3 separate regions of the Mus musculus genome follow, and all the other regions are linked to region 1. The links are chromatin contacts, called in public HiChIP or PLAC-seq and promoter capture Hi-C maps. All regions are on one chromosome and are shown on one strand. Each heading gives the region's core, a stretch centred on a gene start, on an enhancer-like site or on the middle of the called end of the contact. The rest is flanking DNA. Distances are from core to core; before and after follow the strand shown. Region 1 holds the start of Myo1e (myosin IE). Region 2 overlaps Gm32511 (predicted gene, 32511). Region 3 overlaps Gm46120 (predicted gene, 46120).

The links. Promoter capture Hi-C pulls out the DNA fragments that hold promoters and counts their contacts. HiChIP or PLAC-seq counts read pairs in DNA pulled down with a chosen protein or histone mark.
Region 2: a promoter capture Hi-C map of the HPC-7 cell line shows a contact between it and region 1, with 13 times the contacts expected there. The contact joins the enhancer-like site here to the promoter of Myo1e in region 1. A contact is called at or near these places in 10 of 39 promoter capture datasets (3T3-L1-derived adipocytes, the C10 cell line, the HPC-7 cell line and 7 more), 4 of 115 datasets of contacts at active chromatin or transcription factors (differentiating embryonic stem cells, extraembryonic endoderm stem cells, large pre-B cells and 1 more) and 1 of 9 other capture datasets (adipose tissue).
Region 3: an H3K4me3 HiChIP or PLAC-seq map of pro-B cells shows a contact between it and region 1, with 5 times the contacts expected there. The contact joins the enhancer-like site here to the promoter of Myo1e in region 1. A contact is called at or near these places in 7 of 39 promoter capture datasets (the 3T3-L1 cell line, the C10 cell line, the HPC-7 cell line and 4 more) and 5 of 115 datasets of contacts at active chromatin or transcription factors (embryonic hindbrain, embryonic limb bud, large pre-B cells and 2 more).

What each region holds. Positions count from the first base shown.
Region 1 is chr9:70,204,964-70,209,607 of GRCm38.p6, reverse strand. Myo1e (myosin IE) reads right to left here and starts at 2,258. Exons shown (of 28, transcript NM_181072.3): 1 at 1,905-2,258. The coding sequence starts at 1,907. The region is part of intron 1 of Gm26849 (a long non-coding RNA gene); the gene reads left to right.
Region 2 is chr9:71,171,779-71,176,422 of GRCm38.p6, reverse strand. Gm32511 (predicted gene, 32511) reads right to left here. Exons shown (of 6, transcript NR_110517.1): 2 at 3,697-3,975. Among named protein-coding and RNA genes, the nearest start is that of Gm32511, 5.3 kb to the right of the region's middle. Within about 2 kb of position 2,657, at least 25 of the 459 cell types and tissues checked have an H3K27ac peak or open chromatin away from gene starts, as enhancers often do. A contact at or near this core is called in the HPC-7 cell line, where this site is marked.
Region 3 is chr9:71,070,973-71,075,616 of GRCm38.p6, reverse strand. All of the region lies in intron 1 of Gm46120 (predicted gene, 46120), which reads right to left. Among named protein-coding and RNA genes, the nearest start is that of Gm46120, 4.1 kb to the right of the region's middle. Within about 2 kb of position 2,281, at least 13 of the 459 cell types and tissues checked have an H3K27ac peak or open chromatin away from gene starts, as enhancers often do. A contact at or near this core is called in pro-B cells, where this site is marked.

The DNA.
Region 1 (4,644 bases), core at 1,009-3,508:
CCATGGCACATCTATTTAAGGATAGCCAGCTGTTTCAACTTTTCCGGGCAGTAAATTGTGGCCCGGGCAACCATATCTGATGCACAGATAGCCTCCTAGTGGCCCACAACATGCCCATCTGTGCTGTTGGCAGGGAACCCAGGAGGAGGTGACTACACCCTGTCTACCCTGATAAATCAACCAAGAAAGGGACTCTAAGACACACCTCCACATCTGATGGACCAAATAAACTACCCCAACTGCAAGGAGCCAAATTGAGCGTGTTTTCCCACGTCTCTGGAAAGGGCATCACAGGCTAATTTAGGGTCTACGCAGCCAAAAAAAAGTGAGTTTAACAAAGGATTTTTCTCAAGGTAGCACTTAAGCAATTACATACAGTAAAATTCTTTAAGTCCTTGGCCATAAACACATTGATTTTGGGTTTTTTTTAGAAATATTGAACCACGGAAAGTAATTACAGCAATTCTTAGGCACCAGGACTATCACTGTTCAAGTTCAAGCGGTCAGAGGCTGGAGAAACTCCACCCATGAGGCACACCATGAGGGTGGACTGACTTCTGAAACCTCGAAACTGGCGGGGGAAGCTTATTTATAAATGAAGTATTCTCTCTCAGGGGCAAAGGTGACATAATTTTGAACTATGTGGAAAGTAAAAGCTTGGGGCCAGGATGCCCTTTAAAGGTTTCGTTTGTTTTTAAAATCATTCTTTTGAATAAACAGCGCGGGGGGGCAAGGACTGTTTGTGAACTGAATGTGGGTTCTACCCGGGCGTGCGCTGCGGATGCTTGGCGCTGGGGATCTGGGATACAGATTTCTCAAGCCAGCGCTATGCTAGGCATCTTTTTTAGTAAGCTTCACCCTCACCGCCAGTAAACAATGAGAAAGCCAGGAGGACAAGCTCCTCCACCACGAAGCAAGTGTGGAAACTTTGAAGCCTTCTAAAACCTTTTAAAAGTTTTTTTTTTAAGTTTTTAAAGTCCCCCCCCTTTCGGTCCGGGTGGCTGGCAATGTCTCTAAAATTCAATCTTTGTTTTTGTCCTTCAGTAGGAAAGCCACACCACGGCAAAGCCCAGGGGATGTGGCTAAGGTTATTTGGGATTGAGAGAGGAGGGTGGCTGGGCTGGGGACTTAGTCTCAAATGAGTTACAGAGAGGCTGTCCAACCCAGACACTCCCCCAAGTACCAAGTGGGAAAGAACAAAACCAGGAACGATCTCCGAGAGGGTGGCGGTCCTCTCGAGCTGGGGACCGGGTGGGGCCCTCCTCAGGAGGTGTTTACCCTACACAGGGACCCTACAGGCCTGGGCTCCCGGCCAGTTTGGCTGCCGCTGCGCGCTGTCGTCAGAGTCCCTGCAGCCCGGGCCACCGCCAGGTGCTCCGCAGTACCTGGCGCCCCTGCCTGCCTTTGTGCAGCGCTCGGCCCATCACCAGCGCAGGCGGGGCTGCCTAGGTCCTCCCCAATGCCAGGAGAACAACTGCGGGATCAGCCTGCCAGGGAGCTCACGCCAGTGCCTGCCCAGGGGAGAGGACCCGAGGGACACAGGCGTGCCCCTCACCTTCTCTAGAGGAGAAAAAAGTCTCCGGTCCCACGGCTGTGCCGGTGAAAACAGACGTGCCCACTCTCAAGCTTCAGACAGCTGGCAGCCACAACAACATTGGCACCAAAACTTTCGCGGCGCAGAAAGTCACTCCAGAGAGTTTTTCTTGTCCCTCCTCTCTCCCTCTTCCCGTTTAAGACCCGGTTTACAGCAAACAGCAGGAAATCAGCGCTCCAGAAGTGCACACTCCCGCGTCCACCTTCTCCACCCCCTGGCCTGGGCAGCTTGCCCAAGGTAGGTGCCCGCTCCGGGGCTTCCTGCCCCATCCCAGGGTCAGGCGTCCTGGGACGCGGCGCAGCCAACTCACCATGGTGACTCCCGCCGCGGTCGCGCCTCCGCCGGGTCCCGCTGCCTAGGCACTGAGGCTGGAACGCGGTCTCCTGGGCGAACTTCAAAAGTTGGTTCCCTTCGCCAAAAAACAAGCTCCCGACACCCAAGCACTCACAGGAGCCAATGGAAATCCAAGAGGGACTCCATCCAGGCGGGATCCGAAACGCTAGGTGAAGGCAAAACTTAGCAGACCCGGTGCACACTCAGACCTGGCGATCCCCAACTGTCTAGAGATGCACCCTGATGCGCTCTGCGGGATTGCTTGTCCAACTGCTTTGCCTGGACCCGCTTTCTCTTAACACTTAATCCGAACTCTTCTCTGGCTCAGGCTGGGCTCGGGCCGGGCAATCTGTCCATAAATGGAGAATTCAGCACAGGCCTGACCAATCAGAATTTGTTTTCGCAGCGTCACTCCTCAGGGAAGCCGAGGTAGCCAACAAGCGTGAACTACAAGAGTTTACAAAGGCCTCTGGATCCTGTAGTCCTGCGGCCTCGCTACCCCGCAGAGCGCGCCGCTGTCCTAGCCGTCCCCAGGGAGCCACCCCCAAACCGAAGGGATGAAAACACTTGGGGAGGTTAGGAAACCGCGCTCCTGTCGCTTCTCTTTACGGAGAAACTTAGCATCGACTTAGCTCCCACTCACAAGTCGCATGATTTTCCTAGATTCTTTTTTTTAAAGAAATATTTTTAACTGCTTAAAAGATCACAAAGTCGCAGCTCAAAGGAAATCCTTTTTCTTTTCTTCTCTCTCTCTTTCTCTCTTTCTCTCTTTTTTTTTTCTTTCTGGATTGTGAGGGAAGTCGAAAATACTTCCTCCACCCGTCTTTTGTACCTGAATTAATTTCCTTGGGAAGGGAGAGGAAGGGAGGGAGGGAGGGGGGGGAGAGAGAGAGAGAGAGAGAGAGAGGGAGAGAGAGAGAGAGAGAGAGAGAGAGAGAGAGAGAGAGAGAGAGAGAGAGGAGGAAGGAGAAGGAGAAGGAGAAGGAGAAGGAGAAGGAGAAGGAGAAGGAGAAGGAGAAGGAGAAGGAGAAGGAGAAGGAGAAGGAGAAGGAGAAGGAGAAGGAGAAGGAGAAGGAGAAGGAGAAGAAGAAGAAGAAGAAGAAGAAGAAGAAGAAGAAGAAGAAGAAGAAGAAGAAGAAGAAGAAGAAGAAGAAGAAGAAGAAGAAGAAGAAAAGAGAGAGACAGAGACCTTGGTCCTCGCGGTGTCCGGTTTCAGGAAGCCAGGTAGCCTAGGAGAGAGGGGAACGGGGATTCCTAAAACAGTATTAGGGAGTCTGACTCCTGGTGAAAGGGAAGACTGAGGAAGTAAACTCGCAGGGCCTCTGCGGGGCTGCGCTCCCAGGATCTGAGGAAGAAGAGTTCAGGAAGAAAAGAGCACAGAAAATCTTGAGATTCGGTCGTCCCCATTCACGTGAACCTAGGATCCTAGAGTTGCAACGGATAGTAAAAAATCAAATCATCTTGGCTAGGACGAGTTTTGCTCTTTGTTTTAATGTGGTGCATACCTTCAGAGGACTATGGCCAAACCAGGAAAAGGAGCGAATGCTGATACACCCTGCAACAGAGAAGGACCCAGGAAACCTAATTATGTGAAAGAGGTTGAGGTCAAAGTTCAGGAGGAACAATTCCGTGTGTTACAGTGGTGGGTAGGAAATGCTGCAGAGAGTAGTAGATCTTGGTTGGCTGCTCGGGACAGGTGTGGTGTGTAGAGGGACAGCTGATGGAACAAAGGGGCTTTGTCTTGTGGGGAGTGGTCCAAGGATGTCCCCTAGGTACTGATGTTGGTAGTAAAGCTGACTATACCCAAAACCGCTGAATTGTGCGTTTTAGAGTAAGAATCTTCTGAATTACATCAATTTTTTAAAGGAGGGAGAGGCACACACACGCCTCTGAGCATGTGCGCAGATGCAGTTCAGAGGACGACTTGTGGGAACTGGTTCTCCCTCCACCATGTTGGTTCCCGGGTTGAACTCGGGTGGTTAGGTTTGGCAAGTGCCATTATCCACTGAGCCATCTCATACCAATTTGAAAGGAAGTCATGTTTGAATTTTTGTGACTATTCCCCCTGTCCGGGCAGCAAAGAACTGAATTCCTTCCACAGGAGATAGGCCAGACACAAGACGCACAACCGTGACACACCTTGCTGGCTTTATGATCTGGTAGGAAGACAACAAGAAATGGTTGGGGGTGGCTCACCTGGAGCTAGTGAGCCTATTTGCTTTGCCAGTGTGAGGACTAGAGTTAGATCCCTAAAACCAATGTGAAAAATATTAAGGTGTCGTGGGATGTTGGGGAGGCAGAGACAGGCAGGAAAGCTTAGGATTCCCTGTCCAAGCAGCCTAGCCTACTCCATGATTTCCACGTCAATAAGAAACTCTAATCTCAAAAACCAAAACAAAAAAGGCAGAGGCCTGAAGGGGTGGTTCAGTGGTTAAGACCACTGGCGGTTCTTGCAGGGGCTTGGGGTTCGATTTCTTATACCTACGTGCTGTTCACCATCCTTTGTCCATTTGTAATTCTGGAAGCTGAGGCAGGAGGATTGATTGCTTCAGCCCAGAAGGTCTAGCCAGCCTGGGTAAGAGTGAGACCCCATTAAGACAAAAACAAACAAAATATAACCGGAAGTAAAAAAAAGAAAAATGACAGCCAAGCCTTTGACACAGCAGGCGTGACCTCCATGTGCCCAGATGTGGCTCCTTATGTCACTGAGGCACTCC
Region 2 (4,644 bases), core at 1,408-3,907, 970 kb before region 1:
CAGTCACTCAAAAAAACATTTAGTCCAATGTGGTGGCACACATCTGTAATCTTAGCATAGGGGAAGCTGAGACAGGAGAACTTTTTAATTTAAGGCAAGGTAGGGCCATGTAATTAAACTCTCATTTATAATGTATATCATATGTTTGCTGAATCGAACAAAATCAATGGAGAAAACAAAAACAATAAATCACACTATCTAAACAACATGGGCAATATGTCCAGCCAATACGTTTGAAGATAGTGAGTCAAACCACTTTCAAGGTATTGTTTACAGTTTCCCATATATCAAATAGAAATCATACTTAAAGTTGCAGACCAAAATACTCATACAAGGATATTTTGGTTACCATTTTGAAGCCAATCGATTATGTTTCCCTTATTGTCCTTTAAAAACACATCAAATGTCAACAGTCAAAGGCTTTGATACCATGGAACAAACATGCACTGGAGAACCTTGCTTCATTTAATCAACACACTTTCCCTTAAACAAATTTTCACTGAGCAAATATTCATCATCTTTGGACCCAAAAGATCAATGATTGAAGCCTGGGGAGGACATGAAAGGCCTGGATCTGAGGATGCCCTGTCTGTATGCCCAGCAGCTCTGACTGTGTTCCACTCAGATGCCTCAGTCAAAATGACTTGACTTTAAATAGCTTCTTTACTGCTTACATGATCATTAACCAGTGACCTTTCTCTCCATCAATCCAGCTGGGAAACCAGCTAAGTGGGAATTTGATTAGTTATTTAGAAATAAATCCATCTCGGGTCAGCAGATTAAAAACTCCAGCAGATAAAATCCTCAAGCCTGAGACCCAAATTCAATCCCCAGGACCCAAGTGGAAGGAACAAATTGACACTGAACACTGTCCTCCGACCTTCATGTGAGCATCATGGTGCATGCTCACACACTCATGCACACTAAATCAATAAAATGTTTAAAGAAAAGATGAAAGAAGAAACAATCCAGATAGACAGAGCTGGAGTCTCCAGATTCTGTGAATTAAGTGGAAAGATGCGAAGAGGTGTTTTACACAGCATCTGTCCATCAGAAATATGGCATTTAAAGACACACCTTTGTTTCTCTCTCAAGGACAAAGGTTTTGATGTCAGTGGTATGCTAATGTTTAAAAGCTTGTGTTCTGAGATTGCATAAGAAGTTCTTGGGTAAAACAAGCTACATCATCTTGTCCTACAGTCAAGGTGATCCTGGAGAGGGACAGCCGCCTGGAGAATGGGAACATCACATTATAAGCCACATGCATTCCATATCTTAGCAATAGAATTGGCTTTGAAAACCATTGCTAAGTTTGATTTGGGTCCCAGTTATTGTGAAAACATCTCATGCTGTCATGGTGGTAAAGTTCATAAACTTACACAGTACAGGTCCACCTGAGCTCTTTAGGCCATACCAAGAAATATATAAAACATCACTGTTATTTTTGAAGAAACTCTGACCTGAGTGCATTATACACACTGCCTGTATGTATTTGCACACATGTGGGGTAATAAGGGGCTGGGCCTAAGGGCTACATGAGTAATACAACTTAAATAAAATTCAATGTGGGTAATGCACTGGTGAGGCTAGGACTCACAAATAGGTTTGGAAGGCTGGAGAGACAGATGGCCTGGTGACAAAAAGCTACCAGATTCAGGTCTCAGCACCCATTTCAGGCAGCTCCCAACCGTCTGGAACTCCAGCTCCAAGGCACCCTCCCTTTTACCCTCCGTGGGCACTGCACTCACATGCATGCAGATCCCAGCACACAAGGAGACATAACTAAAGATAAAATCATATTTTAAAAAGGTAGGAAATGACTTTACTTCTGAAAAGGTGAAGTAACTAGGGTTTGGGCAGGAAGACTAGCAGGAAGATAAGGTTCTAGATGAAAGATAAAGCACAGGCAGGAACTTGTAGGCAGAAGTGAGCAAGGCCTATTGCGAAATCGGTGAGTCCTGTCAGACGAAATCAAATTTCATGTTGAGAATATTGAAGTGCATATCTGTGAAGTTACAGAGGACTTAGACCTGTTGGGTGCCTTAGCCCCCCTCCCTTTTTTTCTGTTATAACAAAATATCTGAAAATGAGTAATATATAAAGAAAAGGGGTATGTTTAGCTCTCATTACTGGTGAGAGGCTCCTTGCTACCTGATGCTGTATTTTGCATAATCAGACAAAGCAAGTGTGGCACTTTCCCCATAGCCCATTAGTCCATAGGTAGAGTCATTCATTCACCAGGGAAGATTTTCCATGAACCAGATGCCAGTCTCAGCTCTCAGCACTGCTGTTGGGCACCAAATTCCCGGCGAATGAACTTTTTAGGGGCTATCACAGTGGGACATTGTCAGTATGGATATAGGGATTCTGGTCTTTACCTTATGCATAATCGGGAACTGCTGAGTTCTACTAAAGGAAAAAGTATAAATAACAGTGTTTTAAAAGGTTTGTCCTTCAGGCAATAGGATCTACTAGGTGACTGAGCAGGGGAGTGAGAGCTCATTCAGGCCTTCTCACTAGTATTTCTTCTTGTCAATTACAAACAAGGGGGCTAGAGAGACGACTCAGCTTTTTAGATCACTCGCTGCCCTGCCAGAGGATTCGAGTTTCTCTCCCAGAACCCACCGGTGTTCACCTCCCAGTCCCGAGTAACTCTAGCTACAGGGGAATCTGATGCTCTGCTGCCTCCCATGGGCACCTGCGTGAAAATGCACACACCCACACACAGATGTGCACATGCGTACATAAAACGTAAAAATAAATCCATTTAAAAAATTATGTCTCTAAATATTGACACTTAAAGGATGGGCTTTGTTTAGTAAGAAGGGCGGAACCTTTCCTGTAATGGAAGCCACTCAAGTTTCAAGATCTGTTGACTTGTAGCAGTGACATGAATTACTGTGAAAGAGTAGGAATTTATTAAAATGTTTGTGTGTGTATGTGAAGAACTGTATTTACACATTAAGGCTATAAATTATAATGGCAAAAGAGGATCTTGTTTACTCTGTGCTGATTAGCCAGCTTACCTGCACTCATGCACCTACCTCTATTTAAACTGACTGCAAAGATTCACCAAGAGTTTGACCATTTCAAATGCATCTATGCTTGTAAAATGACCTTGGACTTGTAAACAACTCCACAAGGCTGGCCATAAACATATAATGTAGATCTGATTTTTATTCAACATACCGCAGATGGAGGGGCAATCAGGAATATAGCAAACAAACACAAAAATGGGAGTAATGATTATTATGTAAAGTAAAAGACATAAAATATTTAATGTTTGAAGGGGAAAATTTACTTTGACAAAAAGCATAGCTTACTGGGGAGTTGTGATGATGATGAAAATTTATATAAAGACAGCTTAGGGTGTAGTGAAGCAAAGTTACATACATGTATACAGCTATATATGCAGATATACAGGTATATTGGTGTGCATATATTTACACACATGGACATATGTGTTAACATATCTATACTTATATATGAAGGAATACGTTTCAGGAATTAGTCTTACACCGTTTTAGCAGCTAGTTATGCTGCCTCTGACAGATATATTGCTTCATACCTGAAACTTGAAGTTCAAGTTCATAGAAAGATCAGGGAAGAGGAGATGCATGGGAAGTGGGGCACATCGAATGCACTCTGGGACCTGCCATTGTCACCTGGGGTTTATGAGAACAGACTGATACCTACTGAAACTCATCAGTCCCAATTGCTTCTGATCTTGATGACATGGATGGCCTACAGAAGGTAGAAGGCAGCTTCATTGTCGAGTTCCATATCTTCACACCTCATGTGGGAGTTGAGAAAGCTGAAGGAAGATCCAGGCAAGGTGGAGAGGCTGCAGGTGTGGATGTGACCTCATACCAGTAAGGTGAGCTACCAGATGAGTGACAACACATGAACTACAAACAGGTGGTGCTTCAGGCCTGTCCTCAGGAGCTATTGCAAGCATTTCTCTTGGGACCTACCCTAACAAGAGATAGAGAGAGGGAGAATTGGGGAAATACACTTGGCTTACCAGAGTCACAGGCAACACAGCACTGACATAGACAGAAAAAGTTTGCACTGAAGCCAGAAGCACAGCCACCATCTTGGAAGCTTTAAGCATTCTTTCCCCAGAATTAGACAGGTAAAGAGGGTCAAGCGAAATTCAAGGGTGGCCCTTGGTTTCCCAACCTAGTGTACGTACACACTATAGTCCAACTGGAAATGAGCCTGACTTATGATTAGAATGAGAGCTTGCCTGTGATTAAGTTATAGGAAAAAAAGCACAGGGGCAATCCAGACGCAAGTTCTCAAATCTGTTGACTGTGAGTTGATAATTATTCCCAATGGATCTAGCTAATTAGGTGAACCCTTACAGTGGACTGACATCTCCTGAAAGTAAGTAATCGTGGTCTGAAAAGACCTGTGGCGGGGTCACATTTTAAGAGTCAAAAGACAGCTGCTAGCAACCCACAGTAAATTGCTGGCCTCGAAATGAAAACAGTCTTTCAACAACAAGGAAAGAAAGTCTGACAACACCCTGAGGGTGCCCACACACTGTCCTTCTCTGTTTAAGCCTTCAGATAATGACAGAGCTGGCCAACACCTTGATCTCAGCTCCTGATGCTACACCAGGCTGGATTACTGGCCCCT
Region 3 (4,644 bases), core at 1,032-3,531, 870 kb before region 1:
CTTATCTGGGATGACTCAGCTTCTGGAATACTCTTCTTGCTCAGCTCTGCCTCTCCCACCCTCCCCCAATAACCATGTGAGCTTCCAACCCTGCTTGTCCCTCCTGAACCCTCCCATTCCTCCAATATCCTTTAAGGCTGGGATGTGGGAAATGGGGGAGGGGCTTGAGAGACATGCTGGAAAAGTTAAGAACCAGAGGATTAAAAGAGAATTAAAGTATTGAGGAGGAGAATGTCCCAGAGATTTTTGACTTGGGTTCCTTATGAAAGGAGGGCACTGAGTCGCTGAGGCCAAAAGGGCAGCTTTGGAATCCAGACTCTGTTTGCCAGGCATCAGTGATGCCTTAGATGCACAGCGTATTCACATGAATACTTAGTATCTTATCTGATGTTCACCCCAACCCAGTGACATAGAATCAATGATTTTTACAGACCCAACCCAGGAAGTTAAGACTTGGAAAAGTAAAATTACACACACACACACACACACACCAGAAGTAGGTTGGGAAGATATCAAACTGCTCAAATAGACTGGAGTCTTCTACACATGCCACACATGCTGACATTCAAAACAACTCTGGGACTGTCAATTGCTTCATATACATAAGAAATAAGAAAATAATGAGGAAAAAAATACATGTGAGAAAGCAGAGCTTGGTGATGCATGCATGGAATCCCCAGTACTCAGGAGGCAGAGACAGGAAGATCATTGTAAGTTTGAGACCAGGCTAGGCTACATAGGGAATCTGTGCCTCAAAAACATGGGAGGAGTTGGACCTTTGGCTCAGTGGTTGAGAGCACTTGCTGCTCTCGAAAAAGACCTGAGTTCAATTCCCAGCACCTACATCAGGTGGTTTACAACCACCTATAACTCCAGATCCAGGACAGCTGATGCCTGCCTCTGGGCTCCTTGTGCAGCTGCAAGAATGTATACATGTAAACATATAAGCACATATAATACACATAAATAAAAATAAATCTTCCAAAAATAGCCCACAAGGTAACTAAACATTATGCCTACTAACTGGAACTCAACATTATAATGGGCATAATGGGTCACATCTGATTAAAACATCTCCTACATGTTCTACTTGATTATTATTATAATACATTCTATACATTGATATTTTTACAAATCATGTTCTTTATAACGTCTGCTTATAACATTCATATCTTTTTAAGATATTCAATTACTTTTGAGACTCACTTTGTAAGTTTGAAGCTTTCCATGAGATGGGATGTAATATTATATAAAATAGTTTTGCCCCAGACGGATCATATATTCTAAGTAAGGGCAATAGTATCATATGAGACAAATTTATATATTTACAATTTGTTTTCTAAGATTCAGTTTCTCTTCATGAACATGTGTGTTATGATATGAATCCATATGGTCGTTCTGCTCCTGATTCAAAGTCACAAACTCTACCTGTACACACACACACACACACACACACACACACACACACACACACACACACACACAGGGCACACTCGGTGGAAGGAGCCTATGCTACCACCAGGTGGTGACAGAGTGCTGTGGTCTGTGACAGATATGGCTTCAAACAGTGGGGAACCCAAATTTGTGGGCTTTCCCCCCATTAATTAATTGATTTATTCACTTTACATCCCAGTTGCAACCCCACATCTCCTTTCAGTTTCCCTCCCCCCAGATCTTTCCCCAAACCCCCTTCACCTCTGAGAAGGGGGAGGTCCCTCCCAGGGGACCAACACACCCTGGCACCTCAAGTGATTAGTCGCAAGACTAGGCGCATCCTTTCCTACTGAGGCTAGACAGAGCAGCCCAGGTAGGGAAGCAGAAGCCACAGGCAGGCAACTGAGTGAGCCCCCACTCCAGTTGTTGGGACAATTTGTAATCATAGATTCTTGCTCCTTGCCTTGCTAGAGCATTTGCTGGAATAGTATGATGCAAGCAAGCTTAAGGCACAACAATTTTAAAGGTTTTTGCACGGGTTTTACACATTAGAGCATGGGAGAATCTTTCCCTTTTGGTCTCTCAGTGCTTCTTTTTAGCACAAATATCTTTGGCAAAAATATATAAATAAATCACTCAATCCGTAGGCTGCTTAAGGGTGAAACCCTCAAAAATCTCTCAATTATGTTGGACAAAAAAGTTCCAAAGCCCAGTTTCAAGCTAGGCCCCTGTCCAGATAATTTTCTCTACCAGCAAAGCTTTTAAAAGGGCAGCCCCTGGGGGAAGATGAGAATGTTAACATAATTTTCTGAATTGCTTCCCCGAGAAGTCTGTATTCATTATATCCACTTCCTGTGGTGAGGGTTAAGGGTGTGTTCCTGTCGGTAGAGTGCTAGCCTCACGGCACAGAGCTCTGTGGTCCATCTGAATAAAGATCAGAAAACCAAGGTCATCTCTGGTAGCGTACAGTTTGAGGTCAGCTGGGGCTGCAGGATACCCTGTCTTGAAGCAAAAAATAAATAAAAATAAAAAATAAAAAATACATGTAATATGATATAATATAAAGAGCAATGAAAAGAATTTGAAGGATGGTGGTAAGAAGGCTTTGGGAGGCAGCCATCTATCCCAGGATGCCCAACCCTGTTTCACACCTGTGCAGAGAAAATTTTAAAAAATGACTATTTCAAACCCTTTCTTCAAGACCTTCATTTCTTTTCCATTAGCAGAAGAAATGCAAGGGCCACTCCATCTGGGCGAGCCTCACAAACTCTGCATACTGAAGCACTCCCAGCCCCCCCCCCCCCCCCCAGTGTGTGTCCTTGCTGCTTAGCAAGCCGCAGGGAACACAGTGGTGACATAAGCATGGGCTGGTACAGAGGCAATGAGGACCACGTGGCTCATCGCACCAGCAAGCAGACAGGACCACCGAGAAGTCTCTGGTTCACCCCGTCAACACCTTGAGAGGCTGAAACTGACCTCTGGGCCCCCTCCACCCCACGTGAGGCTTCCCAGTGACAAGGAGACTAGAAAGAGTCAGCCTCACCCAGGTGACAAGAGGTCGGACCTGTGAGCAAGGGCAGCAGCTGAAGCTTCTGGAAGGATCTATCAGCCCAGCTGAAGAAGTAGCTCACCTCTCACATCTCTGCAGGAAGGCACAGATAGTTTGTGACTTTGAATCAGAAGCAGAGTAACCATCCAGGCTCATAATTCAGAGAGAGGGAAATAAGATAACTTGAAAAGGGGCAGCCCCTGGGGGAAGATGAGAATGTTAACATAATTTTTGGAATTGCTTTCCCGAGCAGGCTACATTCATTATATATTATATCCATTTCCTGTATTCTCTCATGTAGTCGGGCTCAGTCATAATTAAGCTTTTCTTCAGCACAAGTATTCTTTCTCCAGTCCCTGTTGTCAGGCGTGACGCTACTCACATATCCTGCAGTGCACACCTGCCACCTGCTTATGATGGAGAGAACAGGAGGATGTGTGGTGTCCTCAAAAGCCAAGATCAGTTTTGAGCCACCTCCAAACCCTCCAGGAGTACAGCAGATGCTGGCCATGGTGACGTGAGACACCTGGCTGGCCGAGCTATCTTGTGTGCCTCTAGGAGACTGGAGCAGGAGGAAGGGCAGCACGGAAACCAGGAGAGGGAACAGACAGTAAGCGAAGGTGGCAGAGTAGCCTGGGCTAGAACAATGACTGTGTTCACAGCAGTGGAGGCAGGGACTCAGGACAGCTGGGACTTACTGGTGACACAGAATGATCAGGTTCTGATGTACAATTAATTGTACAGTGTGAGGAGATATATGTTACATGACTGGCTTGTAAGTCTCTTTAAGAATAGGAGTCTTAGGAAGTCAAGGCAATTTTGTGCTACTGACAGACTCTCTGTGGCTCAGACCTTCCTCAGTTGGCAGGCAATAAAGCAAAAGGCCACCTGGATAGAATGGCTCAAAGGCCAGGCCTTCTGAGCACAGGAAAATTTGGCCATAACTCTGTATAGGAGTAAAAATCTACAGCCTTGATGCTTCAGCGCCTAGCTGGAGACCAGAGTGGTTCTCTGTGGAGAAAGAGAAGTGAGGTTTTGTCCTCAGGCCCAGGAGAGCACAGAAGTGAGCCGGTGGGCTCAAAGGCAAACACTTACTGGCCAACCCTTACCTGAAGAATGTAATCTCTGTAAATAGGAACAAGGGGAGAGAAGGGCAGAGAAGGAGGGGAGAGACAGGTGAGCATGCTCATGGAGTGGTCATGGATCTATGGAGAGCAATTGTGGGAGGGAATGAAAGCCTTTAGCTCCTGACCCTTTGTTTCCATTTGTCCAGGTAATGCTGTGGGATTATACTCTCCACTATCCCTTGTGCTTCTTGGCTGTTCCATCCGGCTCATAGGAAACTAGATCTCCTCACAACAGTGTTCAAGCAAGTACAAATGGACACCTCTATACCCATGGTGTCTCTGGCCCAGGAGTCAGCAGTCATGTGTGGGTTATGGCTCCACCCAGTCTCATGTCTCTGTAGGAACTGGGAATCCCTGCAGGTGATGCACAGGTGCCTGAGGTCAAGGCAGACTGGAGAGAATGGGATGTGAGTGGGATGAAGGCTCAGAGCAGCTGCCACAGTGCACCTGACGGTGAGATAGAAGTCAGAGCTCAGTTCCTAGCAAGGAAGAAAGCTCCCCCTGTAGCCTCTGAGAATGTGGTCAGCGCACAGT